Regions from separate parts of the Zea mays genome. Here region 1 is linked to region 2. A link is a contact called in public Hi-C data. All regions are on one chromosome and are shown on one strand. Each heading gives the region's core, a stretch centred on a gene start, on an enhancer-like site or on the middle of the called end of the contact. The rest is flanking DNA. Distances are from core to core; before and after follow the strand shown. Region 1 has its middle 110 kb from the start of LOC103637673. Region 2 holds the start of LOC100273299.

What was found. A called contact is a pair of places that touch in the nucleus more often than the background predicts.
Region 1: a Hi-C map of ear shows a contact between it and region 2, with 1.9 times the contacts expected there. The contact joins the enhancer-like site here to the promoter of LOC100273299 in region 2. A contact is called at or near these places in 3 of 25 Hi-C or Micro-C datasets (bundle sheath, ear and endosperm).

What each region holds. Positions count from the first base shown.
Region 1 is chr1:96,653,444-96,659,523 of Zm-B73-REFERENCE-NAM-5.0, reverse strand. No RefSeq gene overlaps it. Among protein-coding and RNA genes, the nearest start is that of LOC103637673, 110 kb to the right of the region's middle. Within about 2 kb of position 2,128, at least 18 of the 20 cell types and tissues checked have an H3K27ac peak or open chromatin away from gene starts, as enhancers often do. A contact at or near this core is called in bundle sheath, ear and endosperm, where this site is marked.
Region 2 is chr1:96,226,022-96,232,413 of Zm-B73-REFERENCE-NAM-5.0, reverse strand. It overlaps LOC100273299, which reads right to left and starts at 3,327. Exons shown (of 1, transcript NM_001147740.1): 1 at 2,006-3,327. The coding sequence starts at 3,290. The coding sequence ends at 2,325.

The DNA of each region.
Region 1 (6,080 bases), core at 879-3,378, 430 kb before region 2:
GTGGTCTTCCTCTTCTGGCTTCGGGCCTCCCGAAGAGAAAGGGTCTCCTGGTTCGGGTCCAGCGGCTGCAGAGCGGCAGCCCCTGCTGCTGAAGCTTTCTTTGGCGGCATGACGAAAGTCGATGCTTGCCGAAGGTGGTCGAAAAGGGTTCACCGGAGGTGGGCGCCAATGTTGGGGACTTGTTCTCAAATGCTATGAGTTAAGAACAAGGCAACACAAAACGTTAATGGTTAAAGTCCTTCGTCCTTCGGAGCATTATTTGCCCTTAGGATATAACGACTCTTGGACGAAAGTTACAAAGAACATACCTTCGTAAGCACAACATATAAAAATAAAGAGGGATTCGTATGAAGTATAATAAACAACATGAACAATTAAATATGTTGTTATTATTGAATTATTTTTATCTTATTATTATGAATGAATAGAAATGATAATTTATTACAAGTGTACCTTCGGCTTGAAGGAAGATAAAGAGTACAAGTGTGACGCAAAAGCAAAATGTCAAGCCCGTGTCCAGTGCGGGAGCACTGTTCATCTATTTATAGGCACGGGTCGCAGCCCATGTAAAATTACATCCAGGCTCTTTGCATTTGCTAATAATTCTATAGTAATTCATCGAGGTCTAGATAGTCTTTTCCCTTTTAAGTCGGTTTTCTTTTTCCTATCATCATGCCGAAGCTCCCTTGCGCACAGCTTCGGCTCTGTTCCATCATTCGTTTCCCTTGTGCTTCTTCATACTGTGATTTTGACTCAAGTCCGAAGAGTTCAAGTCCGAAAGTACCTGCTCATGTATTATACTCCAGAAACATTGTTAAATCATGTTTTTAGGACCTTCGGAAGCCGAAGGCCCCCAACAGGACTCTTTATTTCTGTCTCTCTATTGGACTCTTCATTTATCTTTCTGTAAATATTACACTCTATGTATAACACCTCACTCCAACTGACTATCTATCTAGTTTGACTAGTCGGAGCGGCTAGCCAAGTTTGGTGTGTGAGGGAGCCAATTTGTAGAGTTGGATAGCTTAACGAGCTATATAGCTAGTCTGCTGTAGAGTTATTTTGCTGTTGAGTAGTTAAAATTTAGCTTAACGATCCGTTGAGTTAGTTTCTTGGATATGACCTAAGGATATACTGGTATTTCTACTATATTGACATACCTGATTGAAGCCGCCGATGGAACGATGCCAACGTCAACGTCTGAGCATCTAGTAGCAATTCGTTGGGTCTCCCTAAAAGAAATAAAGAAGCAACTCCTTGGAGCGCGACCTGTCTTCGCCCGGCTCCTCGTGCTTGGAGCGAGCTACTGTGTGATATGCGGTGCGAACCTGGTGGGCGGGCCGGCGTGCGCACGCCGTCCAGGGTGAGTGTTGTGTCGTTGTGGTGCCTCCGTCCGATCGAGCGGTGCCGGCGCGCATGTGCTTTCGCTGAACTGCTCTCGTTTCCCTTTCCTCCCCCCAGTCAGGTGCTTGCTGCTTTTATGCTATACTAGAACACAGGGCCTTTGACGTTGTTGTACTATATGGCACGGCAAAGGGCCTCGAAGAAGTAACCCCCGGTTGGTGCTGTGGCCTCCCCGTCGCCGCATGGCTGGTATAGATGCAGGACCAGCACGATCTGCATACATGGATGTGGAATACGGTGGACCGTACGTGACTCCGGCTACTACACGATGGGCAGGCGTATATACAGATAAGAGTCCCCTAGAAGCGCGCGCGCACCGATCCACGATCGAGACGAAGCCCACCGCAACTCGGTCGGTTGCGTACGGCACCGCGCAGGGTTTTATTATTAGTAAGTATAGGTGCTGTGCAGTGGTGTACGACACGCAAAGCATGCAAAACACCCACACAGAGGAAAAGGAAGGGGGATCCCCGCACCGATCCGGCATCGTCGTCGCCGTCTTCCGCACGTCGTGGCACGGCTGATGAGAGACAGTGGGTGCGCGCTGGGCTCGACGCTTCAGACGACGACGACGGCAAGATCTAGCTCCGCTGGACGACCGATGCAGTGCACTGCACTAGCGCACTGGGAGGGTGGGAGGGGGCTTGGAATCCTAGCTGACAGACAGACAGGTGTCTGCCTGCCGCGTGCCGCGTGCGTGATCGACACGGCCACACCCCACCTGCCTGCCACTGCCACCGTCACCCGGCCGGCCGGCCGGATGGTTGACGGGGTGGGCCCTCATCAGGTCTCGGGTGTGATCCTTTAATTTGCTGTGAATCTAGATAGACGACGTGACGTGACGACCATCCACGCCACGCGGCCCCGCCCGCCGCTTCTTGTGATTGTGCACGAGCACGACGCCTAGCTAGGCTGGGTTGATGAGATCCAAATCCAATCCAAGAGCGGCTCAAAGCACGCCACGACGACAAGCCGCGGCGCGCCGTGAGGCGTCGTGTCAACAACAAGCGGCGTGACGACCCAAGCCCATGGACCTTGTTTCGTTTGTTTCTGCCGCCCAACCAACGCAAAGTCGGCAATCCTGTAAAAAGCTCTCGCCTACAGCAAACCGAGATTGCTTCGCACCCGGCTAATTTAACCAGGAGCGGCCTTTCTTGGCAGTTTACGTACCACACGTACGCATGTTGCGTAGTACTACTACACAGTGTTCTCGCCCAGGCGCGATGCGAGGGAGGCACATCAGTAAAAAAAAACCGTCACATTTAATGGCCACGATCCAGACCGATCCCGCCCCGGCCGGCCCCTTTTTATTACCGACCACCGTACCCTGGCTGAACGAAATCCCAGGCCGAATTTTAATGCGCAGTGCGCAGCACGAGGATGAAGATCGATGTTGCTGGTTGGAGGCAATTCATTTCATCACCACTGCCTGCCTCTGCCTCCTCATCATCCACCCCTTCAGCCTTGAGCTCGGTCGGTTCGCATCGCACTAGGAGCCGGTTAGATTAGGAAAATGTCCTGGTTGATGGTGGTGAAAGTGAAAACGCACCGGTGACAGAAGCACTCACGTCAAAAAAAAAAAATACATCCTGCCAGGTGAAGAGAAGGCGCAGTCTGCTGTCTGCGTGGGCAAGCTCGGGAACGCCTGAAAACTACTGATACCAAACTCCAATCCTCCGCCCCCCGCAAGCCAGAGAATCGAATGCGTGCGTGCACCGAGAGGGGGGCGATGCTACCTCTTTCTCCACGCAGAGAGGTTCCAGCTGCAGCAGCTGGGCTACAACTACAACAACCTACAAGCGCGCATCTTTCCAGCCAGGCAGGCAGACGATGCTGCGACTCTGCGAGGGGTTAAGTATATATGTCCATAAAGCACGTGGCCCGTTAGCCCGGCACGAAGCACGATTTATTAGCCCGGCACGAGCCCGACACGGCACGAGGTGAAGCGGGCCCGGGCTTAGCCCGGCCCGTAGAGCGTGCCGGGCTCGACAGGAACTTGAGCCCGTTGGGCTAGCCCGAGCACGGCCCGTTATAAGCCGGGCCTATAAACCGGCCCGTTCACACAGCAGCTACGTAATAAAAATCTGGGCTGCTTCTACCTGTATCCTCACATTCTAAATGGCCCAGCCCAAATAGCGCACGGGCGCACGGCACACCGCATGGACGCATCCGCCGATCCGCGCATACGGCCTTATTTAGTGTGAGCGAACCCGTCGCCGTGTGAGTGAAACCCTAACCCTAACGCTCTCTCACTCCCTCGTCCTCTCCTCTCCGTGCGGCGGCTCCCAGATCCGGCTCTCGGTCTCTGGCGGCGGCGTTCGTCTCCGTGCTCGGCAGCGGCGTTCGTCTCCGTGCTCGGCAGCGGCGTTCCTCTCCCGCTCTCCGTGCTTGGCTGCCTCCGTTGCTCCTCCGATGCTCTTGGTCCCGTGCGCGTCCGGTGCTCTCGGTACGGTGCGCGAGCGCGCGGCTGCCTCGATCCGGTGCTCGGTGCTCCCACCTCCCTGCTCCGGTCCTCCATAGCTCCGGTGCTCGGTGCTCCCACCTCCCTGCTCCCTCCCACCGGCGCGGCGCACTCCGGTACTCCCTCCTCCATAGCTCCGGTGCTCGGTGCTCCCACCTCCCTCCTCCCTCCCACCGGCGCGGCGCACTCCGGTACTCCCTCCTCCATAGCTCCGGTGCTCGGTGCTCCCACCTCCCTGTTCCCTCCCACCGGCGCGGCGCATCCGGTGCTCACTCCTCGAGAGCTCCGGTGCTCCCAAGTCCAACCTCCCTGGTCCCTCCTACCGGCGCGGCCGCGCGGCGCATCCCGTGCTTCGACAGCTCCGGTGCTCCCACCTCCCTGCTACCTCCGACAGCATCTGGTGCTCCCACCTCCCTGCTACCTTCGACAGCATCTGGTGCTCCCTTCTCCAGAGCTCAGGTACTATCAGTGAATACCTCAATGTATATTCAATGATCTAGATCTTCATTTAGTGAATATTTAGTGAATCTGTTTACTCAATATATGACTGCATATTAGAGTTGTGTTTGACTGCATATTTATTGAATCTGTTTACTCAATCTATGACTGCATATGAGTTGTTTATATGGTCTGTTTGACCGCATATTTATTGAATCTGTTTGACTGCCTATTTATTGAATCTATGACTGCATATGAGCTGTTTATATGGTAGAGATGCTACTTTGCATGAAAGATTGAGAACTAGGAGAAGCTAGAGGCCAACACTGTACACAGGACGAAGACCTTGAACAAGCATTTGAAGGACTTTATCTTGATGACCCTTAGGGCCCTACACTTTGTAATCTCCTACTATTCTTCCTATTCCTACTCTATTCTAGTGATCTGGACATCTGGTGATGTAAACTGTACTCTTAGACATGAACTTATTAAATCAGAGCTGGGCTGTACTCTTTTTTCCTTTCTAGGGTTTTCTCACGAGGAGTGAGTTTTTACCTAGAAAGGTTTTCAATGAGGCAGCCATTGCACAAACAGCTCTAATCCTTTATATTACTTATCTTTATATTTTTGTTTTGTGCAAGTGTGATTGTGTGAATATGTATATAGTCTGTGATTTATGATTTTATGTCATTATGTGGATGGAAATGTAAACTGTGAAATGTGTTTGAATGTTTGAATGTGAACTGTGTTGGCGTGCTCGGGCTGGGCCGGGCTCCTTCGTGGGTCGGGCTTTCCGGGCCGGCCCGACACGGATGGGCCTGTGTAGTGCCGTGCTCGGACAGAACAGTCAGCCCGTCGGGCGGCCCGGCCCGGCCCGGTTAATAGGACGGGCTCAAACGGGTCGGGCTCAAACGGGCTCGGGCTGGGCCGGGCCGTGCCGCCCGTTTGGACATCTATAGGTACAGATCCCTCTCCTCTGCTGCGTCCGCGTCGTCAGTCGTCTCACTACTGTCTACTGGACACGCCCACACACACACACACAACGTATCCTTCCAATTGACAGCGTCGTGAAAGAGGCACACTGAGACTGCCGGACACTGCACTGGCCGTCGAATAATTTCCAGATCGACGACAGGTGGCCAGCCGCCCAGGCCGGCGCCGCGAACTTGACCGGAAACCGTCCACGTCGCCGGCCCTTTTTCTCGTTTTCTTTCCTGGAGAGTATTGGCAGTGGCAGTGGCAGTGCAGCGTGATGGGTCGCACGGGGGAGGGGCAAGAAAAAAAATTATGCTTTGCTGCTTGCCTTGCCCTCGACCGTCACAAGTGCGTGAACGATGAAACGGAGAGATCGGGTACAGGATGCGATCTTGCTAGTGCGTCGTGCGCTCCTTTTTGCTCTATATCATCGTAAGCACCAATACTTGACATCTGTAGAGGCCGAACGGTGCGGGCCGCGGGCGGTATGTCCCTATAGGTGGATAATTTACCCATCTAAACGGAGAGATCAGATGGTTTAATCTCTTTTTTTTGTGTTTTTATCCATCTAAATCGGTGGACTCTTTTAGAAAACGCTATGAACGGGTTCAAACCTCCCATATATATATGAATGTGTATGGTAGATTGCGCGCACCAATAATCCAACCAAATCAATCTATCTTTAGTTTCTTAACTTTTTGCTCTAGGAGTATCAGTAACGTAGCCTTCTCCCACCATCTTCACATCTCTTCGACTTTACGACATCTGGTGACGTCTTCGATGGCTTGCCGACTCCAAGACA
Region 2 (6,392 bases), core at 2,078-4,577:
AACGTGGGCTGGACTATTGCCTATTTGGGCTGCAGCATGTAAGGTGATTCCTACAACAATTCAGGTAATTTGGTGGAAATCCGGTACCGAGATGTGTGACCCGAATTACCCAAACAAAACAACGGGTTTTGGACTTACTATCTGAATCAGTAAGGCTTTGTTCGTTTATACCAATCCCGCTCTGGATTAGCATGGATTGGAATTAAATCCATGCCTCAATCCATGCCCCAAAATAATCCATGACTACTTAATTTTTTTTATTCGGTTAAACCCATCATGGAATATAACCCAAAGGTTTGGGAATTTTTTAAACTATGGAAGACATGGATTCTATCCATAGCCCATTAGGTATGGAACAAATCCATGAGATATTACACAAGTTTACATTAGAATCCATGGATCAAAAGAATAACTAGCTTTGAAAGTCACATGGATTTTTGATGGATTTAATCTCACCATGGAATTGGGTGTGAGATATGGATTCACCCAATCCATACCCGGATTAAATTCATGGTGGGATTATATCCCATGTAACCGAACAAGGCCTAATCGGGTAATTCAGGTACGGATATATCGGATCTAGGTTCGGGTAGTTCGGATTTGGGTAACGAGTAACAGGATTTCTGCCCAGGCCTAGTTGCCGGCGGCGGTAGGATTGGTGTCGCGTACGCCGGCAGAAGCGATAGAGCCGGCGGAGGTGACGCGGGCGGTGGTTGGGAAGGAAACGCCACACGCGCCATGAAGGCCTCAATGGTCGCCACAGAGTGCGTGAGGGTGGCGGAGTTGGCGTTGATGGAGGTGAGACTAGACACCGTGGCCTCAATGATCGCAAGGAACGAGGGCAGTGACTAGATACCGTGGCCACCACACGTGATAAAGGAAGAAGGTGCTACAGTACTCGCGCTATAGTGCTGCAAGTATTGTTCACGCATTTAGGGCTGCAAGAAAAGGAGAAAGACGGGGTGGCGGGCTGGCGGCTAGGTCTCCCAGCTCACTGAGGGAAGATGACAACAAATAATTTGCTTCTACTTAATTTCCAGAAAAAAAAACCCTTTAGAAGTATTTATAGTTCATAAGAGATCTAATCCTGAAACAGAAAGGACTCTAAGCCTTATCGAACTAGAGATCTCATCTAATTTTGTCCTTATCCAATGACAGTAACAAACTCTCCTCTTATCTAGTAAGAGTAGCTAATTCTTATCATATCTATCTAATCTAAGGATCTTATCTATAGATCTAATCTATACTACTTTATTAAGAACCTAATGTGGGTATCTCGTGCTACTATGACTTTACTCTCCACGCTGACACTCAGGGCCCGCCGCACGTGCCCCCACGTGTCCCATCTCAATGTCTGCCCAACACCCGATCCCACCGTGCAGCTACCACACTGAGCAAAAATATTGAAGAGTGAGCACTCGAACCCGCGCCTTCTACTATAGAAATTTGAGGCTAACCACAAGACCACACATACCTAAGTATCTTAGTGTTTAGAAATAAACAATAATTATATTTGAATAAATATCTCAATACATATTTATATGATATATAACAACTATAGCAAAGTCCGGGTAACTAGATAGTTTAATCTGAAATACTAATTCAATCTAATCTGAAATAGTAATCTGATCCGAAGCACTATAGACTAGGCTAACTAGAGATATCATCTAATTTTGTCCTTATCCAATAACAGTAACTAACTCTCCTCTTATCTAGTAAGAGTAGCTAACTTTTATCTAACTAATCTGAAGTTCTTAACTATAGATCCAATCTAATTTGAAATAGTAATCTGATCAGGAGTACTATAGACTAGGCTTATAGCCTTCGTCTCTGTACTCCAGGCATAACAATAGCATTACAGTTTACTCACAACACAGGATGAACCTCAGTGAAATATAGAGATTCCATATGCTTGCTCACCGAATACCTCGAATGCAGCGTTAAACTAATCTAGCAATTGGACGGTCATAACAAGAGTCTAGCGAAGCGATCAAACTCAACAATAAAATTGACAACGAGTAGATGCCATTTGAACAAGCTGAAGTGTTTCAACGTAACAGCAGCAGCTCATCATAAGCTCATAACACAAGTCGTTCACTGATTAAAACTGAGACCACCTAATTTCTAATTCAAACCTCGCCCTTCCCCCCTTATCCATATCCATATCCCTACACCTACATCACCATCCATACACAATAGTAAGATTATATTGCTACTGACACAAAGTTAACAATACTAGCATGAACAGCAGTCAACGCAGAGCGAGGAAGGATGCACACAAGGTTGACAGAGCAGAACTAGAGCAACCGGGCTACATGGATTGATCAGTCCTCTTCCATTGCGGCAGAGGAAGGGGAGACCCTGGCCTTCTTGTGCTGCTGCTGCTGCTGCTGCTTACCCAGGAAGGCCTCGAGGAAGAGCTGTTGGGCGTCGAGCATCGTCTGGGTGCGCTTCATCTCTGACTCCATTCGTTCCTTCTCCATCTGAAGCGACAGCTCGAGCCTGCGCTCCTCCATACGAAGGAACCCCTCCCCGACGGACCGCAGTGCGGCAGCCACCTCGGCCATCGCCTCTGACTCGGCGTCGTCCTCGCCGCCGCTCCTCTCCGGCTTCACAGCTGCCGCCGCGGCGGGCTTCGTGCGGCAGGCCTTAGGGATGGTGAAGCGCAGCCCGCTCCCGGCCCCGCCGTTGGAGATGAGCCCGTGCAGGCTCCTGCTCCGCACAGCCTCCTCGGAGGAGGAAGGGGAGGACACAGGGGAAGGCGGGGATGCCGGCGGGGCAGGGCCCTTGGTCTTGATCTTGACGATGGCGTTAGGGCTAGGGTCCGGCACGCCGCCGCCGGCGAGGTCGTGGAGGAGCGGGAAGAACGGCCACTTGGGCCCCTTGGACCGCCCCGCGGATCGCGACCGCTCAGCGCGGTATCGCTTTCGAAGCTTCTCGATCTTGTGGCGGCACTGCACGCCGGACTTATGCGTGGCGGTGGGGAACCGACCGCAGCGAGCGGTGACGGCGTTGGCCACGTCGTCCCAGTCAGCCGCGCGCAGGTTGCCCTTCCTCAGCGCCTCCCACCTGTCGCGGTACGCCTCGATGAGCGCGAGGGTCTCCTCGTGCGTCCAGCACGGCGGCGGCAGCCTCCGGCCGGAGCCCCCGCCCCCGAGCCCTATTCCTCCCCCCGAGGAGGCCGCTGCCGCGGCCGCAGCAGCCGCCGCGGCGACGTGCGCGGACAGGGGGGGCAGGTCGGGAGATGAGACGACGTCGTCCCTGGCCGCATCGGAGGTCGAGGAAGACATGGCCGATCAGCTGCGGCGGCGAAGGGAGGCGGCTAGGGTTTGGTGGTGGTGGTGGTGGTGGAGATGGGGAACGGAGGCGGAGGTGGGGAACCGGTCATATAAGGAGCAGGAGGCGAGGCGGTGCGGTGGTGGGCCGCGGGCATGGGCCGCGCCCGCGGTGAAATGACCGGCTACGGAGGGCATCGCCCACCGGTGCGGCCGCGTGGGCGGGCGGAGCGGTGCGGTGGTTTTGCGGGGTTTGTCGCAGAGCCGCGTACTCGCGGCCGATGGACGAGGCCTGGCCTGAGGGCACGAGCCTATGAGGAAAGGAGGCGCGATTGAAACGGCACGAGGCCACGGGAGTACGGCGCCGCACCCAGCGGAGCCCGTGCCGTGGTGGGCGCGGCGCGCGAGCGCCCGCCTCCGCTGCTCCGCAGCCGCGCGGCCTGGCCGTGTTGTGCCCGTGGGGCGTGTGGGAACTTGGATGGGGATGGATAATTCAGCGGTTGGGTGGGTGGCGAGTGGCGGCCGCCCTGCCTTTTTCCTCCTCGGTTCCGCGCGGCCTAGACCTGATATTTTCATTCGCGAGATCCAGCCGCAGGGCGCTGTTCAGTTTGCGGAAGTGCGTGACGGGGCGGCCAAAAGTCAAGAGATGTTTGTTCAAGGACTAAACTGTAGCCTATGTTACATCAAATATTTGGAAGTCAAATACGAGTATTAAAAATAGTCTACTTATAAAATTAATTATATAGATAAAAACTAAATAATGCAATTTTTTTGTCATAACTAATCTATAATTAGTAAATATTTACGGTTGTATCACATGAGTGAATTATGGACTAATTAGTTTTAATAGATTGGTCTTGTTGTTTAGTCTTTATCTGTATAGTCGGTTTTATAATCAAATTGTATTTAATATTTATAACTAACATTTAAGCATGTGACATGGACTAAAATTTAAAAACACCAAACAAGGCCTTAATATTCTCAATGGCCTATCTCCTGGGCAAAGTGTATAATTGTTAGCTCTTCATTATTAATATAGTAACCCTACTTATCTCTCTTATAATTTTTTGGTTCTTATAGCTAAGTTGTATATAGGTTTATAACACACTTCTCTCTCCTTCACATGAACATTTAGCCTACTTACAACCTCGTATTATACTTGCTCTAAGGTTGTCTCCAAGGGTCACTTGTAAACAACCTCTAATGGTATATAGAGAAGCACAATTCTCCGATAAAAAACAATCTTCGTATATATATTGTATTTTCATTCGCGAGATCCAGCCGCAGGGCGCTGTTCAGTTTGCGGAAGTGCGCGTGACGGGGCGGCCAAAAGTCAAGAGATGTTTGTTCAAGGACTAAACTGTAGCCTATGTTACATCAAATATTTGGAAGTCAAATACGAGTATTAAAAATAGTCTACTTATAAAATTAATTATATAGATAAAAACTAAATAATGATACATTTTTTTGTCATAACTAATCTATAATTAGTAAATGTTTACGGTAGTATCACATGAGTGAATCATGCATTAATTAGTTTTAATAGATTGGTCTTGTTGTTTAGTCCTCGTCTGTATAGTCAGTTTTATAATTAAATTGTATTTAATATTTCTAACTAACATCTAAGCATGTGACATGGACTAAAATTTAAAAAAGAGAACCAAACAAGGCCTTAATATTCTCAATGGCCTATCTCCTTGGCCAAGTGTATAATTGTTAGCTTTTCATTATTAATATAGTGACCCTACTTATCTCTCTTATAATTTTTTGGTTCTTATATCTAAGTTGTATATAGGTTTATAACACACTTCTCTCTCCTTCACATGAACATTTAGCCTACTTACAACCTCATATTATACTTGCTCTAAGGTTGTCTCCAAGGGTCACTTGTAAACAACCTCTAATGGTATATAGAAAAGCACAATTCTCCTATAAAAAACAATCTTCGTGTGTGTGTGTGTATATATATATATATATATATATATATTGTATATTACGAGCCCTGGCTTCGATAACTAGAGGAAGCTCATGTCAGACGGTGCAATCCGGTCGAGCTGGACCAGGTCCGGGCTGCAATAAAAACACCCACACGCCGTCAGGGATTAGGTTTTAGCGGGGGCGGCGGTTCCCTCGGGCGTGCGAGCGACGGCGATCCTGGGGGCCAGCGACGGTGTCGCCCCGAGGCGGGCGAGCGACGACAACGCTCCACCAGGAACGGGCGACGGCGACGCTCCCGAGGCTGGCGGGCAAGCGGTGACGGCGCTCCCAAAGCGGACTGGCGGCAGCGGCGCACCCTAGGCTCGGTGGCAACGGCGGTTGTGCGAGGCGCGATAGGCATTGGTATTTGCGTGCAGTCCCTCAGACATGCCGAGCATACCGAGGGAAGTCGCCGAACACTCCTTGGACATCCGAGCCCACTTCAGGCCGGTGAGGCAGCACCTGCGTTGATTCAACGAGGAAAAGCGCAGGATCATCGGGGATGAGATCCACAAGCTCTTGGCGGTCGGATTCATCAAGGAGGTGTTCTTTCTTGCCTCGATTAGCGGTTAGAACAAGATGAACAATTATCGAAGTATAAAACTAAGTACTTTGCTTGCAAAAGTATTGCTTTCAAAGAATGCAGAATTAATACAAAGCAACATGAGTAGCTCTTTCTTGCTTGATCTCTCTTTTGTGGCACTTGTGAGGCTTGGATGTGTATAGAAGTGTTGCTCTAGTAGATAGGAGTGAATCCCCAACTCTTGTGCATAGTGTAGATCAATGAATCATGTGAATGGGCTGGTTGGGGTGGCTTTTATAGCCCTCAACCACCCATGTAGCTGTTGAGGCGCATCTACCAGAAACTGCACTTAGCGGACGGTCCGCGGCTAGGGCCCGAACGGTCTGCGACCCTCCAACGGTCGATTCTGACATATTCAACGGATACGCCTGGTAGATCAACGGCTATCTGCCTCGGTGACACCACGCCGACGGTCCGCCCTTGGTCTCGGACGGTTCGCGTCAGCTCTAGAATTCTGTTTGCTCAACTTGTCACCTTCGGGCTGAACCAGGTCTTCACATGCGGACGACCTGTGAATTATAGCCAGACGGTCCGCACTGTATAGCTGGATGATCCAC